Regions from separate parts of the Rattus norvegicus genome. Here region 2 is linked to region 1. Evidence: chromatin contacts called from public Hi-C data. All regions are on one chromosome and are shown on one strand. The core of a region is the stretch at or near the end of the contact, and the rest is flanking DNA. Distances in the headings are between cores, read along the strand shown.

Evidence for each region. A called contact is a pair of places that touch in the nucleus more often than the background predicts.
Region 2: a contact with region 1 is called in a Hi-C map of the Rat2 cell line, with 10 times the contacts expected there. The contact joins two enhancer-like sites. A contact is called at or near these places in 3 of 12 Hi-C or Micro-C datasets (the A7r5 cell line, the Rat2 cell line and Schwann cells).

What each region holds. Positions count from the first base shown.
Region 1 is chr5:82,935,567-82,940,294 of GRCr8, reverse strand. No RefSeq gene overlaps it. Among named protein-coding and RNA genes, the nearest start is that of Tnc, 460 kb to the right of the region's middle. Within about 2 kb of position 2,849, at least 1 of the 93 cell types and tissues checked has an H3K27ac peak or open chromatin away from gene starts, as enhancers often do.
Region 2 is chr5:83,034,691-83,039,418 of GRCr8, reverse strand. No RefSeq gene overlaps it. Among named protein-coding and RNA genes, the nearest start is that of Pappa, 480 kb to the left of the region's middle. Within about 2 kb of position 2,773, at least 6 of the 93 cell types and tissues checked have an H3K27ac peak or open chromatin away from gene starts, as enhancers often do.

The sequences.
Region 1 (4,728 bases), core at 1,600-4,099:
TCTACATCAATGTCTCCAAGAAACCATATCACTATATTGCCTTGAAACATATAGTTAGGCTTGGCTAGCCAGTACAGGATCAATAACTGTCTTGATTCTTTGAACATGGAAAAACTTAAAATGTTACTTGGAAGATGACTTCTGAGGAGGAGTCTGGGAAAGAAATATTTTGTGTGGTCTGATAATGTATTTATTTATGAGACTAAATGTTTATCTAGGCCTCCAGGACATCACTGGCTTCATTTCGGTATCTGTGTGCAGTTGTGTTTTTCCATGGTCGCAACAACTCCATCCTTCTGGGGTCCAGCTGGGCTACAAAGTAATAAACAGACATAAAATTTGGATCATTCTATGACAAGAAGTGGGAGCAACCCAAAGCCTTTAAGAAATCTTTCTCTCAGTAGTGACTGCACTAGCAAACAGCTAGTTCAAGTAGGGTTCAAGTAAGCACACTGACATTGTGAAAGCTATTAATGGCCTATGTAGTACAAATCTGTATATATTTACTTGCTGGACATTTGAGATATAGCTGTTTTTTGTGAAGTTTCTTCTCTGAAACCATTTAACATTGTGATACTTTGACAACTTTTATAATTAATTCAGAGTCTGAGAAAACCTCCCTTCTGTTTCCATAGTGTATTCCTTTGCCATTTAAGAATTGAACAGGTTCTAAATGAAACCAATGAGCTCATTTAATTCAGAATGGCAGAATCAAGCGATTTCAGAACCACTATCTAAAACTTCTTATTGGATAACCCATTCGAGTTCCATAATCTCTCACCACTTAGGAGATTTCTTGCATGAAGAATTCCACATAGTCATGATGAATCACTGAGCAAAGACACTTCAACTCCACATGACATACTACTTCTTTGCCAATTTATTTATATTTATGAACACTAAATAAATTAATTCATAGTGAGGGATAAAACCAAGTACAAAGAGATTATATTCAGCCTTGAAAAATGAAACAGTAACAGCAGTAGTAAATATCGCTCCCTGACATAGAAGAGGGGCACACACTATTCCAACTGGAGACAAGAATGATAGCCATTCTTAAAGGGGGAAGAGGAAAAGGATGTTGAGCTGAGCAGGCTTCCTGGGAAAGGATAATGTGAATTCTATACTTGAGTTTGGCCAGACGGTACATGCAAGACTACTCAGGGACAGAGGTGAAAGGACAGCAAGTCAGAGGAAATCAGCAACTCCCCCAGTTCACCCTGCCTTCATGCTCCTTGAATACCATAGTCCAAAGCATCACCTTCCCACCTCAGAAGCCGCAACCACGTTGACCACAGCACCCCGGGCATTATTTAAAGTGCTCTGAGCTCACTGGGTTTTCCCCACAAAGGTAATGGAGGTAGATAGTATCTCAACTTCTGTGGAGCTGGTAACCCGACTGTAGCTATACATTTTATCCATGGGTCTGATATGACAAGTCTAGTTAGTGGCTCAAGCTGACTAAGCTTTCGTCAAATGATTTAAAAGTTCCAGAAAGCAGCAGGGCCAAGAAAGTAAGGGGTCAGTAGAAGCCCATAGCAAATTGGTCCCTTACAACTGATTTCCTGAGGACTGTGCACGTGTGCCATAATATGCTTGATGAGACAGATCCTCTATCCTCTAGCATCTGTGTCCAAGGGAAAAGGGTGTGTGTATGCATGCATGCATATGTGGAAAGTTTCAAACGCCAAGAATTCACACTATCCTACATTACACAAGGTTATTTGCCTCCATTCTCTCAGCACATGTTCACAAGATACTAATAAACCATGGACTATTCTCTCCATTTTGTGAATGAAACATCTAAGTTTTATGTAATCTGGTACTTATTTGCATTAAAGGAACCACACACATCAAGTTACGCTCACTAAGATAGGATATCGATATAAACATCGAGAGGATGCTGTATGACACAGAGACACTGACAACGTACGGTAGTTCTGGAGGCCAGATTAGATACAGGAGGAAAATCTGTGTGAACAGCCAGGAGTACCAGAGTTGTTGGTTATTACATAGTGATTTGCTGGATGTGTCCTCAGTGTGACTGAATCGCCCTTTTACCCTGAGACCCACTCTCTTTGTTTATTAAATTAAATAATGAATAAAAGCTTCAGTCTTTTCAGTCTATCAGCCTAGGGGATTCATTAGTCATATAATGAATGCCCTCACCTCAAGTTCTGTTTTCTTTGTATTCATTACTTGTCTCCTGAACCCTGGCTTCCTTGGAATGAAATTCGTATCCCTGCAAGATCCTTTAAAGCCTTCCACTTTGCTGGAAGCAGGCAGTTGAGAAACAAAACAAAAATAAGGAGAAGGGAAAAAAAAGGAAAAGAAAAGAAAAAACCTTGGAAGTCTATTTCCCTGCCCCCCTCCTTCCTTTTCCTTTCATTCCAATCCCTCCTCTAGAGAACACCAGAGAAATAAAAATAAAATCGTAATTAAGAAAAGGACTAAGAATAAATTCCACACATTTAACCAGAGTTCCATCTCTGAACCCAGGAGGATTGGTGCATAGCTGTGGTTGTGCGAGAGGAAGCGTGCAGGGAACTCATGCTGGGCTTTCAACACAGATACAGCTCATGAGGAATAGTTTATCACTTAAAGCATCTCCTTAATTCTGCAGAGTAAAGTCAAGACCTCAGAGAAGTCTCAGATACCACCACTGTGGCCACTGGGGTCTCCCATTTCTGGAGTCCCTCTGGCCCAAATATCTCAGAGCAAATCACAAACATTTATTGACGGAACCCCATGACCCATCCCCCAAGTGAATATTTTAATATCCCATTCTGCAAAGGGCAGAATGGTAACACAGAGAAGTCCAAGGCTCTTGGCTGCTTGCCATGCAGCGAAAGCTGAGTAGTGGCTGGATTCTGAAAGCAAAGGATCTCCAGGTGTGTCGTGGATTATTCCAGCCATGTGCTAAAGAGCACTGGGCTGTAAGTCAGAAAACCTGGTTTCTGACCCTGGCTCTGTCACTTACTCTCTGGGGAATTTCTTCTCTCTGTGCCTTAATGTCTTCCCCTATAAAACAAAAATCCAACTAGGAGACTGTAAATTCCCCTTTACCTCCAAAAGAGAAAGTCTATGTCCAGGAAGCCAGGAGACTGTTCAGACTTCCTTATCTTAACTCCTAAGCACGGTATATGTGCTCCTTCATAATGAAGGCCTTTGTATCAAAGGAAAGTCATCTTTCCATTCAATGGGTCTTCCTTCAGGTGGGCCTCTCAAATTCTTTACAGCTCCACTTGAACAGCACTTAATAAATATCTACTACATTAGTAGAAGCTGTACAGCTGTGTCCTTAGTTCACCTCTGCCTTCCCCTGACTGGAGAGGTCTTGAGGGGCAGAGTTAGGAAAGATTTGGGAGATTTTATATACTTGGATAGATTTTAAACTTTAAATACCTATCAATGTGTGGCTTTTCTCTGTCGTCTACTTTACATTTTTGGCAATACCTTTCCTGTATGTCTTGATGTGCCAGCCTAATTCTAAGTACTGGAATTCAATTTAGCCACTTAATGTCCATTTGCTAAAGATGCTTACCTAAGATTTGGTTCTTTTCCTGAGAGTCATTCTTTTTCACAGAGAATCAGGCAAGGGGAAAGGCAATTATAACATGTTGCTATTGCTTCAATAGTAGATGACAAACAGCTATAAGAAGGCAGCTCGGTTTAGAGAGAGTTTGTCAAGCATGTATAAGGTCCTGCTTTAGTCCGCTGCACAGACTATACCTACTATGCCGGCACACATCCGTAATCCCAATACATGGGATGTGGAGGCAAGACAACAAGGATTTGGGATGCCTAGAGTTTAAAGATGGCCTGGACTTCAGGAGCCTCTGTCTCAAAACAAAAAAAAAAAAGATTTCTGGAAATGAAGCTAAGTTATAGCATAATAATTGTTAGTTTGGTGAAATTTCACAGCACAGAACTAGAAGATGCTAAAGCAGTTAACACGTATGTGTGGGGAGGGGTAACCTTGTTGAATAAAATTTCAACTAGATGGTATTAAAGAGAATGCAATTGGCATGAGCACTGTTCAAACTCAACATCAAGGTGTAGGTCACTTTAAAGAAAAGTAGGTCACCTCACACTACCCCATGGCGTCATCTATAGGAATATTTCCATTCTTTCCTGGCTTGGATTTCGTAGATGTAAAAATGATGATTAGATGAGACAATCGTGGTTGTCCCTTCCAGCTTGAGTATTCTGTAGGGACATGAAATACAATGTCCCCTCTGCTTCCTTCTGTACCATTTACTGCTGGGCTGGGCAGAGGATTGGTGGTTGAGAGAGGGAGGAGACTGGATCTGGACTTTGGAAAAAGGACTATATGGATGTTACTGTTGAAATCATCGTTATGTCTTATGTCTTAACCAAATGGATACATGTAGAGATGCATGATGGACAATGTTTGGTATCAGGGATCAACAAATTAACTGGAGTATCCTATAGTCTGCCAGCAGCCGTGGGATCTATTCTGAATCCAATGTCTTCCTTGAAAGAACAGGGAGCAAAAGCCAGGTAGACTGGTGAGCTTCTGTAACACCAAACAAATATAAACAAATTGTGCTAGCCATTTCCAGCTCACCCCTCAACAGAGAGGCTCTTTTTGTAGAAGGGTATCAGCTGGGACATCGCCAGGTCTGGCTTAAGCAAAGTAACTAAGACTCAAGAGTTCACAGTGAAAGTTTAAGAAAAATGTGTACATGTATATGATTACCTCAA
Region 2 (4,728 bases), core at 1,524-4,023, 99 kb before region 1:
AGGAAAGACTGAATGATTTCATATAAGCTTTATGGGCGAGATATGTCTGCTTTTCACCATCAACTTTTAATGTTACATAAAATTTCTAGCCAAAACAGTAAGAAAAAACAGTATTAAAACCTCCCAGATTGAAAAGAAAGAAACAAATTGCCTGAATCCAAGATGACTTCCTAAGTTAGCATGTCTTTGTCACCAAACACACACACAAAATCAAGTCAAACAAGTTTATAAGATCCAAGTTTCAACTAAAACATAGGTTTGATGTTTATATTTGAATCATAACATTTTAGAAATTCAAATTAAATAAATGATACCATTTATGATGCCATCAAATATCCAAAATACTCAAGAATATATTTGACAATTGTTCTGAACGTTGTTAAATCCATAAGCTGCTGAACGAATATACATCTAAGCTACCTTGGGGACTGAATACCTTGGCATTATTAAGATACTGGGGTTATTAAAATATTAAGTTTGGCTGCAATCCTGATAAAACTATAGCAGACAGTGCAATGAAAATAGGATTTATACAAAAATTGTATATGAATATACACTTGGGAAAGTGAAAATGGATTGGTTCAGTTTGTCGCAAAGATGTAGAACAATAGGATGAAACTCAGCAGATTTGTCTCTGTTAGAAAGAATATTTTAATGGAGTCAGGTGGCGTGCCCTTTGAAAATTCAAAACACATCAGAGGAAACCTTAATGATGTCTGAATGATGCGTATGGTGTGGTAGGTTGGAACCTCTTTAATCTGTTATATATGCACGAATATTTTCATGGCTCAAATTCTTCAATGTCTTAGGTGCCTATAACATGGAAGAGAACAAGGCCGTCTGATTTGTAACAGATCAGCATTGCATAAGTTAACTCAGTTCCTTTGGGATGATCAAACTAGAATTTTCTCTGCCATGAGTAAAACCTTTTGGGAATATTTTTTTCACTTTTACTGTTTTGTGGATCATAAAACTTGTAACTACTACCCCCCTACATGAGGAAGTGGATTTTGTTGTTGTTGTTGTTGTTGTTGCTGCTGCTGCTGTTGTTGTTGTTGTTGTTTTGTTTCTTTCACTCCATATCTTTCTATTCCTCCTTAGAAAGCAAAGCAAAAATGAAGTCATTACTTTGGTAGGTACTATGCTAAAAGTTTCCACTTTCAAACTAATCCTTAATTTGGTCCATGTATGAGTCAGGATTCTTCACAGAGACAGAACCAAAAGAACATGTGTTTGTTTGTTTAAAGGAATTGTCTCTTGGGAATTATACAGGCTGGCAAGCCCAAGATATTCAGAAAATCCAATACAGGGACTCTGAACAAGATGATTTAGTTCCAGCCATAGGTCAAAATGCTAGGGAACTGGAAAACCATTGCTGTGTCCCTAATCCAAAGACAAGTCATACTCAAGTCCCAAGAAGAGATGATATTTCAGTTTGAATATGAAGGAAAGAAGAAAACATTCAGAGGCCTTCAGGCTGGAAAATCATTTCTTGCTTAGAGAGAGCCAGCCCTGTGCTTCAAATAAATGAAGTCTGAGTGTATTAGTAGGACTACCTGCTTTGCTCAGTCTACCTCCGGTCATCCAAAGAATCACAAAATTAACATCCTATGTTCAGTCACTCTCAACTGAACACATATACTTGTCTCTATAAACCAAACTTTATTACCAAATGAAGGGAATGTCAAAGTCATAATGGTGTATAATATGAAAATAAGTTTCCTGGGAGGACCTGAAAGAATATTAAATCTGTCCCTTAGAGGCGTAAGTGAAGTCCAGTTTACTCTTTTTATCTTGCAATTTAAGCATATGATATAAAATAATAATATTTACTGTGGTATAGGACTCATAGATAAGAAAAAGGAGGAAGCAAAGACATGTAATACAGTTCTCTCACACACATTCATAACAATATCTTCACAGAAAAATTGGGAGACATATGTAGGATACTTAGAGTTTCTATTTTTGTGTCTGGTCACATGGTCAAAGCTTGTATTCATGACTATCTTTTTTAACCTCTCACTGGATCTTCCCTTACATGATAATAAATGATTCTTTTCCTGGCAAGATATTTAAAACTTCACTTTCAAATGCTGTAATACAGCATTTAGGTAATCCTACCTAAACTGAATTTTATAATTTCCCATTGGTTGTAATCACAGGGCATGACAAAATTGAGTTACCCTAGAGAATCTTTATCAGGGAGCAGTTCAATTTCTCTTATGTCAGAATCAATCACCCACGGCAAAAAGCCAGAGCACAACTCTGGTAAGATATCTGATATTAGATGGTTTGTATATGCGGCAAAAATATCATTCCATCAATATGAGTCTCTTACCACATTTCTTTTACAGTGACATATGTGCGTAATGTTGACTGTGGACATGACATTTTCTAACTCCATGAATGGTGGCAGAATCATTCCACACAGACAAGGCAGAGAGCTATTTATAGCAGGGTTTTGGACTACCAAGGACAAATTATTGCCAGTTCTATGGCAGAAATAGTCCAATATAAGCAACCTTCAACCAGGTGGCTAGATAATCCTCATAATAAATGATGCTATATAGGTATGAAGTTGTTCTATGCTACTAGAGATCGAGCACTCATCTGCATGCCCAGACCAAGTCTCCCTTTCTGAATGGAAGCCTTGTTGTTGAACCCATGCATAACCTCTACCCTGTCATCACAGTTACTTTGTTCATAAGCCTATTAGTGGTGACAGCAGTGGCTTGGGAAAGAGGCTGAGTACTAGCCACAGAATGGGTCATTCTATCCACTTGATTATTAGAATTCTCTTATACTGAGGTCACACTTTGGTTAACATTCACATGGAATGTTCTGCGTTGTTCATTCAGAGAAGGCTATCTATAAACTGCTTCCTCAAAATTTTAGTCATAAGTCTTTTCACTTGCATTCCTTATAAATCCATGGTCTTCAACCAATACATTGGCCATAGCATATATGTTGGTATATAATTATGAATCTGACCAGTTCTCATTTATATGTAGCATGAAAAACCAAGTAATTAGTCATATATCAGTTCCCCAGGAAAACTTTAACCCACCCTTGTTCGAGAATGTCCAAGAAGGGCTGTCGTGTTGTGTTTATTTTTATTTTAATGTTGAGTTTTAACATCACTCACACAGAACAATATATAAAGGAAGGTCAACTTATTATAACGTCCTCATTAAGCTATAGTTGTAAGCATGGATAGAGAACAGAGAAAACACTGGCGCACACTCTTTAGGTTTGAACTTGACTTTTTTATAAAATGCTTGCAAGCTCAGGGTGTACCCAGCCTTTTCAATTTCCAATTAATGGCAGAATACTACTGCAAACGTTCAGTTTTATAGTTTGCTTGATTATTTGTATAGTTCATGATGGAAAACATGGTTGTGTAGCTTGTTGTTAAATATCCCCTTACTATTAGGACCAGACCCAGCAAAAGCCCCAAAGTTGTTTCTCTAAAGAAAAGTAGTTATCTACAGATAATAGCAAAAATTGGCCCCAAAATCCAAAGGGCAGAGATGATGATTCATTTATATAGAACTGCCAAAGGTTCCAGATGGCATACCTATCTGCCATCAACATTTCAAGCACCATTGAATCTGCTGGACCCTAGAGCCGAAGTGGCAGAGTCCCTTTCACAGAAACCTTAATCTGCTACAGAACACCCTCACCTCTTGTGTGCTTTTACATGAACTCAACTCAGATTAGCAATGTCAGATGTTCAAATACTCTAAAGGAGTAAAAATAACACCCAGTTGGTAAGGAAGAAAAGAAAGATTAAGCAATGTTTCATGTCCTTCAGGTAAGAAGTCGTAAATTCCTGTATCCATAGAAAATCTCACTGAGGTAAAAGGATTGAGTTTGTTGTACTTTTTTTCCCACCTTATAACATGTAAATGTCTTACTGGTCTATCAAACATTCTATCATTATTATAGGTTTGTATGAGGTTACAAAGTTCCCTGTAAACTAAATTATAAGAGTAGGGATGGGGTACATACCTTGAGGTAAAATAGGAAATGTCTATCCTGATTCCTTTCAAGCTATAATAAAAAATTATTCTAATGAACTCTATTAAAAGTCATGAAGGGCTGGAGAGATGGCTCAGCGGTTAAGAGCACCCGACTACTCTTCCAGAGGTCCTGAGTTCAATTCCCAGCAACCACATGGTGGCTCACAACCATCTGTAATGGGATCCGATGCCCTCTTCTGGTGTATCTGAAGACAGCTGCAGTGTACTTATATATAATAAATGAATAAATCTTTTAAAAAAAGTCATGAAGAGTAAATATTTATATTAATCTTCTAAAACAATGAAGTCTTAACTCATGTAACATCTATAACTGAAGCAAATAGACATTCCATATTACATTATTGCATCCTCATACATTAAGATCCATCCATTCTCTGCAGTAAGCAAGTCAAATGGGTTATGACCAAACTGAACCACCCTACTAGTAATCCTGCCATTTCCAGTTTAGTGTTAACATAGTCTGTGAGTCCATTCGGTAATGCTGCATTGTTTTATGATAACTATTTTATCAGTTAGAGATAAAATATCAGTCTGATAGCTAGCACTTAATGTTTTATATCACAATAACTCCCACACTACAGTTCAGGGGCAGTGTAGAGATTCTGAACATAATTGATATACATAGATTCTAGTTATACATTCTGGAACTATAATTTAAGAGGATCAGAATGAATTAAAACCACAG